Linked DNA regions of Oryctolagus cuniculus: region 1 is linked to region 2. A link is a contact called in public Micro-C data. All regions are on one chromosome and are shown on one strand. The core of a region is the stretch at or near the end of the contact, and the rest is flanking DNA. Distances in the headings are between cores, read along the strand shown.

Region 1 (3,330 bases), core at 165-2,664, 270 kb after region 2:
ATATCTATTGAAAAACAGAGAAAGTCTTTCTTTCTGTCTTATCGATTTTCTGTATCTGGAATATTTATTCCAGTGACTTCTTCCTGGTTATTTAATTCATTGTGTTTAATTGATAGTCCTTACTGGGGCTGAGTGACAGTATTTTGGTTAATATTTGCAGTCATGATTGGTCCACTGAACTATCTCCCCAGAGGACTGGCTGTGAGTGGGGAATCAGTACAGACAGAGATGTGGATCTGGGTCTTAGCTTATTTCCATTGGAAGCCTTGCTTCTTATGGAGGAAGTTGGAAGTTTTTCCAGTGTTCTTCTTGATTCTTTGCTGTCATCATTACTGTTTTGAGGTAGAAATGAACCAAACCAACCTGCTTAATTCCTTCTGCTAATTCGATGCCAAAGGAAATTGTTCAATGCATATAAATTCGTGAATGTGGATGGAACCAGACTGTGACTCAGTGTGTCCAAGTGCTCTGAACACTGAGCTGCAGGCATGAGCAGCCCTCCCCACACACAGAAAAGTCAACCATGAAGAAGGATTAGGTGAGAAGTGATGGGACTATCACCATCTCTGCTTATAAAACCCTGTTTAACTTGACGTTGATATTTGCCATCTACTTTTGCAATAACTCAGAATTTATTGTGGAAATGTACCAGAGAAAACAGAAGCTTCTCCGGGTTTGAAATAACCTAACAAACTCAACCTTTTGCAGAATGGCTTTCTTATTCAAAATGGAAGTGGGAATTGTTCCGCACACAATGAATCATCTCTTGGCAAGTACAATAGAATCTTTAGGGACGTTTCACAGGCTCTTGTTCAACTGTTAGGATGTTTTTAGCTTTCCCAGGTAGGGGAGGAGGTAGCATGCACAGCCATCATCTTGTTGCTAAAATTGTACAGTAAAGATTTTTCAGAGTTGCTGTTGCAATAGATCTTTTTGCTTTTCTTCCCCCTTCCTGTTTCTCTGGCCAGAGCTGCTTTGTCTTCTCAAAAACAATCTGGAATTACTTAATGCTAATGTTTTCTGGTTTTAGTATTTACCCAAGACTCAAATGTTAAACATTAATATGGGAAACTCCCTTTTCCTTACCTCATAGCCCAGTATTTATTTAACTGTTACTTTGCAAGAAGAAAATATAATTTTCCCATCTCTGAGTTAGTACATTTTTGGCTGAAAAAAAAAAAAAACCATTTTGATTTTGCTTTTTTCCAGGAAGCTGCGGAGCTGGCCTTGGACGATGCCGAAGCTGCCGAGGTGCCAGCAGTGTCGCCGGTGATACGATACGAGTATCACGTCTTATATTCCTGTAGCTTCCAAGTGCCTGTGCTGTACTTCAGGGCGAGCTTTTTAGGTAAGACCGCGTCTGAAAGCTCAGTCAGTTCATCACATCGACACAGAAGGCAGAATGCATATTTGGAAAAATATTCTCGAGAGAGAGAGAGAAAGTGAGTTAGAATACGGAAACTGTGGGTGAGGGAAGGCTTTTCCCAGTAAATTTTCTTGTGCTGCGTCAAGGGGATCAAGACTGAGCGTGAGCAGTGTCCCCCAGGCTGCAGTCTGCCCGTGAGCCCTGGCCTACTGCCTGCAGCCAACTGGGCCCCCAAGCCCTTTCGCCCCTCCACACTGAGACAAGTAGAGACAACTTAAAGCTGCACTGGGTATTTGCTTCAGACTTACCAGTAAGAAGTCCCTTCAATCTCCAGTGACCCCATTAACTCAGGAGCCCCCACGCTTCCTTCCCCAAAAGCTAATAATTATTTCAAGAAATGTTTATCAGGGAGCTTAAGCAATGTGTAAAAATAGCGCTAACGTCTCCCCTGGCCACCTATACATTGCGGCCGCCTCAGCTTCGTGCCGTGCGGTTCCTCAGCTCATCCCCCTGCCAGGAAGCTGGAACGCCCTGTCTCCTTGGAGGCCATGGCCCATGCTGCTCATTTCATCAGCAGCCGCCCAGCGTCCTCGCCCTCCCACACACTGTCCACTGCCTGAACTGGGTCAACCCCGAGGCACGCTGGGCTCGGCATGGTGGCCAGGCGGAGCCCCCTGGCCAGCCCACCCCCTGGCCCCTGTGGCTTTCTCAGCAGCACTCTGCATTTGGAACAGCCTTCTAACTTTTTCTAAGACATCTGAGTTTAGCCAATGATATTTTATTTTTAATTAAAAAGTAGCTTAAGCTGCTTCCAATGTGTGTTTGGTAGATTTAATCACTTGCTGCCTTATATTGTTTAATGGTCTCTAATTTTGCAGCACTGGTGGTTTAACAAGCACTTAGAATCTAAAACACAAGAACAAATTCTCATAGACTCCCTAGTGAGAAGATTTTAATCTGAGGTGCAGTTCCTAAGAACTGACAATGTGGGGAATTGAGGACACTGATCGGTCCCTAATTCACAGACTCCTGTTGCAGATTTGTCTCTGTGACTATTAGAAGGCTTTACAACACCCACTTTCTCGTGCTTCTGTTTGGAGCGGAACCCAGAGATTAAAGGGGGTTTCTTGTCAGAAAGCTGCGCCCTACTCAAAAGGAGGAGATAATTCCTTCCCCTGTGGGAGGAGAGTGGTCTTGCTGGGTTCTGGTTTGCAGTGGCTCCACCTAGTACCTCCTCCATCCAAAGAAGAGTCGAGGCTGCAGGTAGAGACGCCAGGAGACGACTTCCTCCACACTGCACTTCCTACAATTAGTATTCACCAGAAGCAGTTAATCACCAGAGAAGAGCTCCCAGAGACAAAACAAGTTGTTGAGCTTGTCAGCGTCGTGGACTCGGAGGTGCTGCAACACGACTGCTTCTGGCTGGAAGCGGGGCTTGCTGAGGCTGGCGGATGAGCTCATGCGTGTGCTGGGCTCTCGTGTGCCAACAGCGCCCCTCTCAGGTCAACACGGCAACCGTTCCCTCCAGTCCAGTGGCGTGAATGACACGCGTGCCCTGCAGAAGAGCCTTTCTTCATGACGACTTTCCATTCCTTCCAGTGGACACACACAACAGGCGCTCTTGGAATCTGTTTACAGACGTGTAGGATGCCCTCCACTGATGTCTAATAAAAGAAAGCCGAAGCAAGTCATTTATTTCATGTGGAAGCATGCCTTATCCTATCCCCCCAGCTCTGTGTTGTAGAGAATGATGGGCATTAGGAATTTTTAAATCCATTTACTGCTTATTCAGGTACATTGAGATATCAAATTTAATTTTTGCGAAGTATACTGAATGTTTTCTTGTAGAGAAACATGAAAAATGGTTCATTTCCTTTGTCGTGTCTGATGATTTCTTACTTCTCTTCTACCTAACCTAAACTCGTGGGTGCTGGGCAGATGCACCGCCCTTTATTCTGGAGTCG
Region 2 (3,457 bases), core at 905-3,404:
AGAGAGCCACTCCGGGAAGGGAGGAGGTCCTGTATAGCACAGGTCTCCTGCAAGCGACCCCTCCCCCTTTGCATTCCCCTCCCCTCTTCCAAATGGAATGGGACAAGTCTACCCTCCACCTGGAGGGCGGCGGCCTTGGCTCCGGGAGAGCCCCTGGGGAGCCAGCCAGCCCGCCAGCCAGCAGGGCACAGCCCCAGGGGGTCCCAGCACAGTGCCCGCCTGTAGCAGGGTGACGGCTGCCCCTGGAGCCGGGCCCACTCTGCCCTAAGGTTTCGTTCCTACACAAAGAGGCCTTCACGGGTGCAGTGCACACTGGACCCTTCTGTCTGTCATCTTGGAAACCAGCAGGCTGTAATAAAACTGCAGGAGCCAGCAGTGGGGAATGAACCGTGCCGGGGAGCGCGGAGGTGGGCCTCCCGGCCCTGCCGTCGGCAGCGAGAACAATGCAGCGGAAGGAACTGGAGTCAGCGGGCGGCTGGCTCGCAGGAGCGCGGCTGGGAATGGGGCGCTGGCTGGGGGCAGGGGATGTGCGGGTTGCTGGCTGCCTGGGGTGTGCCGGGTTGTGCCGGGAGATCTGGAGGGGCTGGGGAAAGTTCACCCAAGTGCAGCAAGTCGGCCTGGCCTGCCACGTGCCGACACCCAAGTCGGAGGCCTGGGCGGGTGGCAGCCACTGCAACTCCACGGGGAAGTCAGCTGATTCGCAGCTCCTCTGAGCAAACACGGGTGACCCAGGACAGGACACGGGTGACCCAGGACGGGCAGGCAGACAGGAACTACACCAGGAGGCCGGAGGTGGGCCGGGGCACTGCAGTCTCCAGGGGAAACGCAGGCAGTGCACCTGGGAGCTGGGCGAGGAGAAGGCTGGGGAAGCCCCCCAGGGGGCCTGCCTGGCTTGGGGCTGGGGAGAGGGAATGGTCCCTGAGCAGAGATTGGAGAGGCCCCACTGCCACCTGTCCAGCGGCTCTGCAGCCCAGAGTCTGGCAGTGTGGCCCTGATGGCTGCGTGCGGCCTCCGCCGGAGAGCTTCCTAAAATATCTTGGGGCCTGATGCAATATCGGTTCGTGATGGCACTGCATTGCGATGCGGTGACAGTGTGACCTGGGGGCGGCCTCAGAGGCCCCACGGTGCCTGTCCATGATTTCATCTGAGAGGCAGCGGCCAAGTGAGGCCCGCATTCCCGAGGCAGAATGGAAGAGTTAAGCTCTCTGAGGCGGAAGGCGTGGAGCTCCGGAGCCCAGGACCGCGGGCTGCGCGCCTGGGGAGTGGCTCGGGCAGGGGACCCACACCCGCAGGGTCAGGGGAGGGCGGCTGTGCCGAGCTGGCCTGGCGTCTGGAGGAGGGCAGCCCCCTCCCCCAGTGCCCTCTGGGACCCAGGAGCGGAGCCAGGCCTCCCCCAGAGAGAGGCTCCCTCCAGGTTTGGCCCGGGTCGCCTCCGCGTAAACACGGCGGCTGCCTGGCTGCCTGGCTCCCGCAAGCGCCGGCTCTGCACCAGGACTCGGATTCTGGAGCCTAGCAGAGGAATGCACGTCTTCTCCCTCCCCCAGGCCACTCTCCCTTGCGCAGAGGGCGGCAGGTGGGCAGCCAGGTCCGCAACGCGCGCCCCCCTTCGCCGAGCGCCCACCGCGCCCCCGGGGGGCTCAGGCGCCCGCACCGGGCGCTGCGGCAGCGCGGGCCGAGGGGCTCAGGCTGTTGCATTTAGGAGCCGACTGTCCGCGCGCAGCAGGAAAACACGGCCCCCTCCCCCTTCCCGCGGCCTGGGCGTGCAGGTCTGCTTCCCGAAGCCACCCGGCTGCGCCTCTCACTTTGTCTTGGCAGGGCACAGCCGTCAGACGAAGTGGGAGGAAGAAACATTAACTTCAACAGCTGTTTCTTGACCCCGGCTGTCAGTCTTCCCAAGAATAAATTTTGGAGAGTCCTATTTGAAACAAAGGGGGGGGGGGAGGGAGGGCGCGTGGAGGCAGGGAAAAGTTGGCGGGCCCCGGGCGGGGGGCACGGGCGCGGGGCGCGGGGCGCGGGCGAGCCCGGCCGGGTGCAGGGCGGGCTCCCGCCCCGCGCCCGCGCCCGCGGCCCCGGCTCCCCCCGCGCGCGCGCGCACTGGCAGCGCCGGCGGTGGGAGCCGCCGCGCGACTACAGTAATTCCCCAGCTCGGGCGGCTTGAAACTGCTCGGGCTGAATAGCATTTGCTGTTCCGGCCGGCGGCCGCCTCCCGCCGCCGCGCCGCGCGCCCGCACCGCGGCCCTCATTATCCCGGAAGTGGCGCTGACACGGGCGCGCGGCCACCGCAAGTTTGTCAACAGCGAACTTGGCCCGCGTGGGGCCCGCGGCCCCCCCACGGCTGCGCGCCCGGCCCACACGCGCGCAAACACGCCCCGGGGAGCGCGCTCCGGGAGGCTGGGGCTGGGGCTGGGGGTGGGGGCGTGCGTGTGGGCGCCGAGAGCGCCCGGGGGTCCCGGGGGTCGCGGGCCGGCCGGGACTCCGGGCCGTACCCAGGCGGCCGCGCGGGCCTGGGGGTGGCGTGCGCCCCCCGACCCCGCCAGCGGGACTGTTTGGGCTCGGGGGCGGGGCGAGGCTGGGGGCCCCCAGAGTGGGACCCTGGTGCGGGCGCCTCTCGGGACCTGCGGGAGGAAGGGGCGCTGGGTCAGGCGCGGTGGTGGCAGCCTGCGGGAAATGCGCGGGATCCTGCGCTCTGGGGTTCACACGGGTCTCGGGGCGCGGCTGGGGGCGCCGCCGCCGCCCAGGGTGGGGCTGGGTGGCCAGCAGCTGTTCCCCGCCGCCGAGGGCCCTGCGCGCGCCCTCGGAGCCCGGCAGGTGCGCGGGTGCCCGGGCTCGAACAGGGCCTCGGGGCGTCCTGGACGGTGCCACGTGGGGCCGCAGGTCCCGGGGGCGGAGCTGAACCTCAGACGCTGGTGCTAACTTGGTGTGGGGTTGGGACCCCACCTACCACACCTTTTTCCACGGGAGAGATCAGGTGCACTGGGGCGCTCTCCATGTAATGGCGGGTCGGGTGGGCGCACAAGAGCGAGTCCCCACGCCCGGTGCCTTGCACTGGACGTCTCCCCACTTGTGGGTGGCGCAGAATTCTTCCCTGCCCTTGGAAGGGACAGTGGACAGTGCTGGCTCTGCTCCCTCTAGGATCCCGGGCGTGGGGAGGCGCGTGCCCTTGGTGGAGGGAGCCAGGAGCCCCACGTCCTCTTCCTGCGGGTCAGCTGCTGGGAGCCATGTTTTCCAGAAAAACTGGGTCTACGGCCATGCATCTTCCATAACAAGAAGCAAGACGCCTTCCTCTGTTTTCCAAACCGCCCTAAACAGGAAAATGGTACTAGCCTCCAGGGGCCAGTTTACCTTCCACACAAAACAAAAACAAGAAACAAAATCTAAAGAAAATGTAACTGAAGCATTTCTCTGGACTGGAAGGGACTGTTGACAAACGAACCACACAGATTCCCCACAGTCCTAA

The links. A called contact is a pair of places that touch in the nucleus more often than the background predicts.
Region 1: a Micro-C map of ear pinna shows a contact between it and region 2, with 7 times the contacts expected there. The contact joins two enhancer-like sites. A contact is called at or near these places in 2 of 6 Hi-C or Micro-C datasets (ear pinna and skin fibroblasts).

The regions. Positions count from the first base shown.
Region 1 is chr14:5,412,042-5,415,371 of mOryCun1.1, forward strand. ATG10 (autophagy related 10) reads left to right here. Exons shown (of 7, transcript XM_070056382.1): 3 at 1,210-1,348. Among named protein-coding and RNA genes, the nearest start is that of RPS23, 120 kb to the right of the region's middle. Within about 2 kb of position 1,415, at least 3 of the 8 cell types and tissues checked have an H3K27ac peak or open chromatin away from gene starts, as enhancers often do. A contact at or near this core is called in ear pinna, where this site is marked.
Region 2 is chr14:5,139,882-5,143,338 of mOryCun1.1, forward strand. No RefSeq gene overlaps it. Among named protein-coding and RNA genes, the nearest start is that of SSBP2, 93 kb to the left of the region's middle. Within about 2 kb of position 2,155, at least 7 of the 8 cell types and tissues checked have an H3K27ac peak or open chromatin away from gene starts, as enhancers often do. A contact at or near this core is called in ear pinna, where this site is marked.